Regions from separate parts of the Macaca mulatta genome. Here region 1 is linked to region 2. The links are chromatin contacts, called in public Hi-C maps. All regions are on one chromosome and are shown on one strand. The core of a region is the stretch at or near the end of the contact, and the rest is flanking DNA. Distances in the headings are between cores, read along the strand shown. Region 1 holds the start of GBX1 (gastrulation brain homeobox 1). Region 2 overlaps AGAP3 (ArfGAP with GTPase domain, ankyrin repeat and PH domain 3).

The links. Hi-C and Micro-C count contacts between places; a contact is called where the count stands out from the background.
Region 1: a contact with region 2 is called in a Hi-C map of CD4 T cells, with 3 times the contacts expected there. The contact joins the promoter of GBX1 here to the enhancer-like site in region 2. A contact is called at or near these places in 5 of 14 Hi-C or Micro-C datasets (CD4 T cells, fetal cortex germinal zone, fetal cortical plate and 2 more).

Annotation. Positions count from the first base shown.
Region 1 is chr3:190,597,022-190,601,082 of T2T-MMU8v2.0, forward strand. GBX1 (gastrulation brain homeobox 1) reads right to left here and starts at 1,823. Exons shown (of 2, transcript XM_015135300.3): 1 at 1,289-1,823. The coding sequence starts at 1,823.
Region 2 is chr3:190,553,988-190,558,095 of T2T-MMU8v2.0, forward strand. AGAP3 (ArfGAP with GTPase domain, ankyrin repeat and PH domain 3) reads left to right here. Exons shown (of 16, transcript XM_028846480.2): 9 at 1-19. Among named protein-coding and RNA genes, the nearest start is that of TMUB1, 35 kb to the left of the region's middle. Within about 2 kb of position 2,179, at least 6 of the 40 cell types and tissues checked have an H3K27ac peak or open chromatin away from gene starts, as enhancers often do. A contact at or near this core is called in CD4 T cells, where this site is marked.

The sequences.
Region 1 (4,061 bases), core at 573-3,072, 43 kb after region 2:
ACAACAGCTGAATCCCCAAAAAGCAAAATGCCAGGGCAAAAGGAGAAAAGAATAGGAAGACAGGCCCTATGGTAGCTCTTGGGGTCTGAAAGAGTGATTAACCCTTTGGACAATGTCAGAAAGGGCCCAAAAACTGATAATCAAGAATTACCTCTGCTGGCAAAGGACAAAAGGACTCTTGCATTCCCTTCTTGTCTCTGTTCAAGTCAGCCCCCAGACCTACTGGGGTCATTTCCACCTCTAAGCTGGATGCAATGAATGGTTGAGCAGAAACGGTTCCATTCTGATGCTAAAGATGTTGAAGCATCAGAGTCCCCACACTTGCAAGTGGTCCCTATTTTTCTTAAATAGGGCCCAGTAAATTGTATAAGCTTTTGAACTCAGAACACCTGAATCTATCTAGCCAGAAGAAAGCTTATCTGGCTTCTAGGAATTAAGGACCAATAGAGAGGTCAGGAGGGCTCTAATTGAATTGACTCTAAACAAGGTTCAGTTTAATACACCCTGCCTCTATGGAGAGGCACCATTCATGGAGGGTCCAGGGCCCTTGAATTATCTGTCGGCTGAATCTTAGCTGGGTTCTGCACCCTAGATCTTTGGGCCACACCCAACTCAGCCCATCCTGTAGCCTCTCTCTTGGTCTCCTAGTCAGCACTTGTCCAGCGTGTGCTAGGCCTCCCGTAGCTAGTGTTCTCTTTGGTCCTCTACTCAGTTCTTCAAGGCTTAGCTCTGAATCTGCCAATTCATAAGTCAGGGCTTTAAGACCCCCGTCCCCCCCCCGCCCCCCCACCCCCACACATTTTGCCCCTGCATCCACAGACCCTATTCCTATCCTTTGAGCCTTTAGGGTCAGTATGATCTCCTTAGAAGCCAGAACGTGCCTGAACTGACAGCTGCTCCAACATACCCCCATCTTGGTGCCCCCGGAAATCCCATCCTTGTAGCTTGTCTACCCCTGGCAGAGGAGACAAAAAAAAAAAATGAAGGAATTCTGAAAAGGAGCCAGGGCCAAGGCTTGATGGCTAGGATGCTGAGGGAAAGGCACTAATGTGAAGGGAGCACTGGAAAGTCTTTGGTTAGCCTTCAGGGCTGTGGGGACAGAGCAGGGCGGGGATTCTGGGATCTAAAGAAGCTGTATTTGGAACTGAATTAGAGTCAGAACCTGCGCGCGATCTAAAGGTATGGGACTTCCAGGTTCCAGGCAGGTGCCGAGGTTCCGAGCAGGTTCCTGTCTGGAATTTCCAGGTGAACCGGCCTCCCGCCCGCCCTGGTCGGCCCTAGCACTTACCGGGCAGACTTGGAAAAGTCTCTGAGAAGTGCGGAGGCGGAGGCGGTGGGGGCTCTGCCACTTTCTCGCGGGCCGGCAGCAGCTCATCGGCTTCCAGTCCACCCTCTGGGCGTCGGCCGCCTGGTTCAGGGTTGTTTCGGGCGGCAGTGGCGGCGGCGGCAGCGGCGGCAGCGAGCTCTGGGGGTCCGTAGAAAGCGTCGGGCGGCTCCGCGAAGCTGGGCAGCGCGGTGGTCAGCGCCACCATCGAGGGCACAGCCTGACCCAGCCCCGCGCAGAAGGTGTTGGTAAGGCGGCCGGCGAAGGAGGCTAGCGGGGCGAGGGGCGGGAGACCAGCGGGCAGCGGCGCGGGGGCCAGTGCCTGCGGTAGGACGAGCGGCCGATAGGGCATGAACATGGGGTAGCCGGTGTACAGCAAGTGGCCGGAGCGCGGCGGCGGCGGCCCGATCAGGGAGTCGATGGAGAAGGCAGTGCCCGGGCCCCCGCCGCCGCCCCCGCCGTTGCCCCCGGGGGCACCACCGCCTCCGGCCCGCTGCATCTTGCTCGGAGCTGCGGCCGCCCCGGGGCGCTCCCCTCCGGGCGCCTCCTTGCGCCCCGCGGCTCGGGCGCCCCGCGCGGACACGCAGGGCTCGCTCCCTGGCTCCCGGGCCGAGCTGGCGGCGGGGCGCGGGATCGGCGCAGTGTGGCTCCGGCGCCGCGCACCCTCTCTCTCATAAGGAGGGAGGGGGCGGGCGAGCGGGCGGGCTGGGGGTGTCGCCCTCCGGACTCATCCATCTTCCTCAAATTACGCTTCACTTCCTCCCTCCGCCCGCCGCCGCCGCGCCCAGCTCCCGCTCCCTCCGCAGTACCCGTTCCCAGCGGCCTGGCCGGCCGGCCCGGGACCCCCACCCGCCCCCCGCGGCCCAACCAACTATTATTAATGGAGATTGATGAGGCCGGACACGCCGCTTTGTGAAAGTTTGCGGCCGACGAGAAGGCGGCGGCAGCTGCTGGGCCGGTCCCCTTCCCTCCACCCAGTCCACCCCCAACTCAGCCCACCCGGCCCGAGCTCGGCCCGGCTCGGAGGGCAAGCGAGAGGTGGCCCAGGCTCCGACGGGGCAGCGGGGCCAAGCGTGGATGGGACACCGGGCGGCAGGCGGAGAGGGCGCACCAGCAGGGACAGGCAGCGGCGCCGGACCACAGCGCCCCTCTGCTCCAGGCCGCGGCCCTCCGTCGGGCCGCGAGTCATTCCCCGGCGTGCCTCCCAGCTCCGACACCCCTCCCCCGCCCGTGGAGCGGACGTTGTGGCGGTCCCCAGAGCAAGCCCGGGGGCGACTGGCAGGACAGCACGGCCGCCGCCCCCTCCAGCGAGAGCGCGGGGCTGAGGGAGGCGAGGCGGGGCCGACAGGGGGCGCGCTGCGCCCGCCCGGTACTATGGCTTAGCGCTACTCTTATGGGGCCCCTTTCCTCCTGTCTGCCCCATTGGCACTCTGGCCTCTGGTCTCTATTCTCTTGGCATTGGCTCTTCACCTTCTTCCTCATTCCCTCCTCCTCCTCCATCTCCAACTTCCCCTAGTCCCTTTCTCTTGCCTCTGGGTAATTTCCTTGAGTGCCCACACTATGCCAAGTACTTACCATTCCTCTGACCTTTTCCCTCCATCTTTCTCCCATCCTTTACATTCTTTTTCTTCCTCCCACTCCTCTTCCCTTTCCCGTCCTCGTTTCTATTCCTATTCCTCTCTGATTATTTCTTTCCCATCTCTTACTCCTTATCCCAGTCTCTGTTACTCGATTTTTCTCATTTCTCTCCTTTATCTGTATCTCTTGTCTGTCTGTCTATCTCTTGTCTCCCTCCCTCGCTCTCTCTCCCTCTCTTCTGCTATTAATTTTCCCTGATTGGCTCCCCAGCTCCAGCGCCGCTGATGAGCCCTATTCATTCCTGGGCCTGACACTCCCGACCTGCCCTGGCTGATTGCTGGGGGCTGGCCCCAGGAGCGCTGATGAGCCCCAAGGGTCAGTAGCGCTAATTATCCGCTAATTGCAGATGACTCTCACCTCCCCCCTTCTGAGACACAGAAATGGTGGCGCCTTTTACCGTCCTCCTCCTCCTCCCAATTCCGAGCGGTAGAGTTGTCAATCTAGAGGCAAAAGTCACAGACACTTTGACTTGATAGCCACCTCAGGTTAGTGGGCAAGAGACAAGACAGGCAAGTCAACAGAAGAGTGACCCAAGCTTCAGGACACAGGGCAAGGCTGGCCAGCTACAGTGAGTGTCATCTGGTCACAAGGAAATTGTTATTCAGGTAAGGCTAGGTAGAGCCAAGCTGGTTAAAATTAATATTAAAATTAATAACAGCAAAGCCAGGCAAGTTTAGGAAGATGCAGTCTAGATAGGGGAAGTGATTTGGCTCCAGGGAGGACAAAAACCTACACAAATTCCAGGATTGCCCGGCCAAGACAGAGCAGGGCAGGAGGGAACTCTGGGTCTCAGTGACATTTGTTCCAAATTAGGAGTGTTGTGTTAGCCTAGTGAACACTGTTAATGTCAGGCTGATGTATTTAAATCAGTACCTTCAAAGACACTGTCACCAGGGTGGACTGAGGAGGGGGGCAGGACTCAAGAAAGGATTTTTTTGGTTATGCCTTAACTGACAATTCATCAGAGAGATGAACAGAGAAGAATGTCATTTCCATGCAGTCTTGATCTACCTTGGGCTCCACATTCAGCCAGTGCAGTTTCTAAGAAACAAGTCTGGTGGTAAGATGTCGCAATGGAGAAAGAAGAGGTGCCTTAGCT
Region 2 (4,108 bases), core at 929-3,428:
CGCCATCCCCATCAAGCAGGTCAGCGCTTCTCTTCCCGTGTGCTCCAGGGCTCAGAATGAGGCCCAGGAATGTGGCTCTTCCCAGAGCCTCTTCTCATGGGGGAGATGGCATCAGAGGCCAGCACCACCCTCCCAGGTGGAGTCCTTAACAAGGGACAGGCTCTCCCGTGAGAAGCCGCCTTCCCTGCGCCGCCAACTTCTGGCCGCTAGATCTGCCTGAACCTTCTGATCACCACAGGAGGGCAGCAGAGAGCTACCTGCCGTGTTCAGCCAGTCGCTCAGCCTGTCCCGCTGGTTCTGGAGTTGGGTCTGGAGAGGGTTGAGTGGCTAAGGAAAATGAGCAACCCGAGGAGCCTTGCGTGGAAGGGGATACTGAGGGCTAGTCCAGCGCTAGGTCTGTTGGCATGGTTTTGTTAATAAGGGCCTCTGATCGTCTTTAAAGAAAAAAGTTGAGACTCTACCTCCTCACCTCTCCCACCTCCTTTCTAGTCAGTTCTGGGAGCAGTGGGCCTGCCTTCTGCCAGACCTCTGGTCTTGGGTTCCTGCACTGGACAGGGCATTGCCCCACAGAGGGCGTCTCTCTGGTGTGTTGAGCCAGAGCTGCTGGAGTAGAATGGGGAGGTGTGTCTTTGGCGTGTGGGCAAGAGCCTGAGGGGCTGGGGTGCCCATAAGGACGGGGGCAATTGGCACAGAATTTCTTGGGATCCGGTGGCTGGAGAAGCCACGTACATAGGTAGCTGTACTGCCACGTTTTGACCACGGAGGAGGCTGATGTGGCCAGAGCACCTGAGCCCAGCGTTGCAAGGCCTGCGGTCAGGTGTGGCTCTCCTGGGCTGGGACTCATGGGCAGTGTGACCGCTTGTGAGGAGGGGCCAGTGTGACCAGGATTCATTCGTTAAGGCTGGGGGTTTCTGACCCCCTGCGAAAGTCCATTTAGAATGAAGAGTCCCAAGCAGGGTAGTGTCCCAGAGGGCAGGGTCCCACAGGGTCCCATGCAGTGATCTGTATTGTTTCCGCTCACCCCTCCTTGAAATGTTCATTGCATTTATGTCTGACAGTGACCACTCCAGTTGGGCCAGCCTACTGGGAGGCCCCCTGAAAAGCCAAGAGCACAGTGACAGCAGCCAGAGGCTTCACTGTTCGTTCATGGAGTGCCTGTGTGTGTGTGTGTGTGTGTGTCTTTGGGCAGAATCAGACCCTGCACAAACCTGTTGCTCATTTGGTCCCCTCTCTCCGGGCACCTCCTTTGTGGGGGCCCCTGCTAGATGATGCCCTGTGCTTTGGGCGTAGGCTTCTCAGCTCCCTACTTGGAGATGGGGAGTGCAAGGGAGGGCGTGGGCGGTGAGTGGGTGTGTGGACACACTTCACCGAATTCACTACGAAAATGGGACCGCTTTCCTTAGGGTTGTACGTGCTCCCTTTCCTCACTGGGAGTTGTGGTCATCAGGGGCTGACTTATTCCCTGAATCTCTCACATGGGAAGGAAGGAGAGATGTTGGGTTGGGGAGGAAGCCCTGTGAACTTGAACCTGGGGTCCAGTCTTAGAGTCAGTAGGTCACTGGTGTTTTCACCCCTAAATCTCAGGGACGCTCAGTAGGAAGACCCTCTAGCTACACAGCCCAGAGGGGTGCCGCCTGCTGGGGGCAGGTGTCAGAGGCTTGTGCCTGATGCAGTGACACCCTATAAGGGGTGCCCGCTCCTTCCCGTTCTGTAACGATCACTCGCTAGGGGCGGGGCGCATCCGTTGTCTTCTTCCAGCTTGGTGGCCATTTCTGGCGCTTCCCCGCTCTCGGACCTCCCTGCTGCCACCGGTCCAGCCCCGCCAGATCTGTAGCCCCTCCTTGCTCCGCCCTCCTGTCCCGTTCTCCCGGTTCTGTTCCTTCCCCTCCCCCCCAGCTCCTGCTGGGAGTGGAGATTGCATTTCAGTTGCCATTTGCATTCCCAATCAATCCGGACTCCGCAATTAAGTCGGCTGGCGGAGCTGGGAGGGAGGCGGCGGCGGGAACGGGTCCTCTGGGGGCTGTCGCCTCCGCGCCTCCGCGCCGCTCCCATTCCGCCCCAGATTGCTTCCTGCTCCGCCGTGCGCAGCCGGCCGGCCGGGGAGGGAGCAGGAACCCCTGTAGCTTCTTTGGAGAGGGAGTGGGGAGAGGCGCGGGCTAGGCGAGTTTCCTCCCGTCCGCTTCCGTGAGCAGGCGGGTGAGCAGGGCGGGGCTGAGCAGCCGGGTCGTTCCGCCCGCGCCCCCGGCCCCGCCTCCGCCCGGGGAGGGCGCTGCCGAGGACCGGGGCGTTCAGGGTGGAGGAGGGACCCCCCCGCCACGATCACATTCTCTGCGAGGAGGGAGGAGCCACACGTGTCTGGGTCGGAAAGGTGTGGAGACCCGTTCCCACCCTGACTATCAAGAGAAACTGCGCGCATTGCAGGTCTTGAGCGGCTCCACGTTCCAGGCCGCTGGAGCTGGGAGCGGAGCTGGGCGGGGGCCGGGGCCGGCCGTGGAGTCTCCCGCTGAAGGCTGGGAGAGGGAAGCACGCACCCCGTGGGGTGGGGGAAGTCGGGACAGGGGCGGGGAGCTGGGTCCCTCCCTCACACTTAGTAATTTCTTCGATCTGTGTGTTGGGGGCGGGTCGGGGGCAGGGGATTGAGGATGACTCCAGGGCATCTCCAGAGCCCGAGGGTCGCAGCGGAGGGGGAATAGTTGACTGCTTCTGAGCTCTCGGTGCACCTGGTCCCTGGCCAGTGACAGGAATAACACACCCAGAGGCAGGTCACCAAGGCCCAGCCGACCTGGAAGACTCCTTCACAGACCACGAGGCAGGGCCTGCTTGCCTTGTGGAAGGCCCCCTTAATGCTGCTTGTCTTCAGAAGCCCCTTTCGAAGGTAGGGTCTCCCAGGCCAAGGGGGCCAGGTAGCAGGATGTGTCTGCCCATGGCCATGTACTTCAGCTTCCAGCCCGCATGCTCGCACCTCCCGCAATGGCATTTGGCCCTGGTGTGGCCGGAAGAGGAGCAGCAAGGATGTGAAATGTGCTGGGAAGTCGGCAACTGATGTCACAGCTGCTAGGGCCGCTGGAAGTGGGTGCCCTTTCTGGCCTCCACCCGTCCCCCATCTGTTGGGGAGGGGAGAGGTCCAGGAAACGGGAATCACTTTTACCCTAATTGCTTCCATCTAGGGTTGAGCCTTCTATTAGGAAAAACTTAGAGGAGGAAGGTGCAGTTGAATCCCATATTCACCCCCTACCACTGGGTGTCACTAACCCTAACCCTAACCCTAACCCTAACCCTAACCCTAACCCTAACCCACGAGCTGCAGACAAGGGACTGCCATTTCCCTGTGCCTACATCTCTTAGTCCCCGTGTTGTTGGCTGTCTGCCGGCGGGCTCTCCATTCCTAAAGGAGATGCCATCCTGGGGCCTCTTCCCTCTCTGGGTGCCCCCTTCTCTAAGTATGGGCAGAGTCTGCTTTTTCAAGGGTCCCTGCTGGGGGTGCTGCCCTTTCTGCTCTCCCAGCTAAGGGTGAGCCCCACACTCAGCCCCCTGTTTGTGGATCTACCTGTGCTCCTCTTCCTTTTGTGGGATTTTTGCCTTGAAGTCTCCAGGGAGCACTGCCTCTTCTCAGCCCTCTTGAGGTGGGGGTTTTGGAGGATGGGGGCCCACAGATGGTGATGTTGGTCCTGGATCTGCCCCTGGTCTCCACTGTGGCACTCCCTAGTCCTGAATGACCCCTGCCTCCCATTCCCAGCTGTTGCCTGGGAGAGGCAAGCACACCCAGTGGGGTGAGGGGAGTTGGGACAGGGGTGGGGAGCTGGGTCCATCCCTCACACTTGGTTATTTCTTTGATCTGTGTGTTGGGGACTGGGGACGGAGGTGGCGGGGGGTGGGGGGGGGAATTGAGGATGACTCCAGGGCATCTCCAGAGCCCGAGGGCCTTAGCCTTAGAGTACGCTAGTCCCATTGCTGTTGTGTGTTGTTTGAGGGAGAGAGCCTGAGCCAGTAAGGGCGTCTTTATAGGGTTCTCACTAGAGGGAGTAGGTTTCTCCTGGGAAGGAGGCCACAGCTGTGGTTGAGCGTCGTCTCCTGCCATCTTCCTAGTGGGGTCTGTCTCCTGCATTAG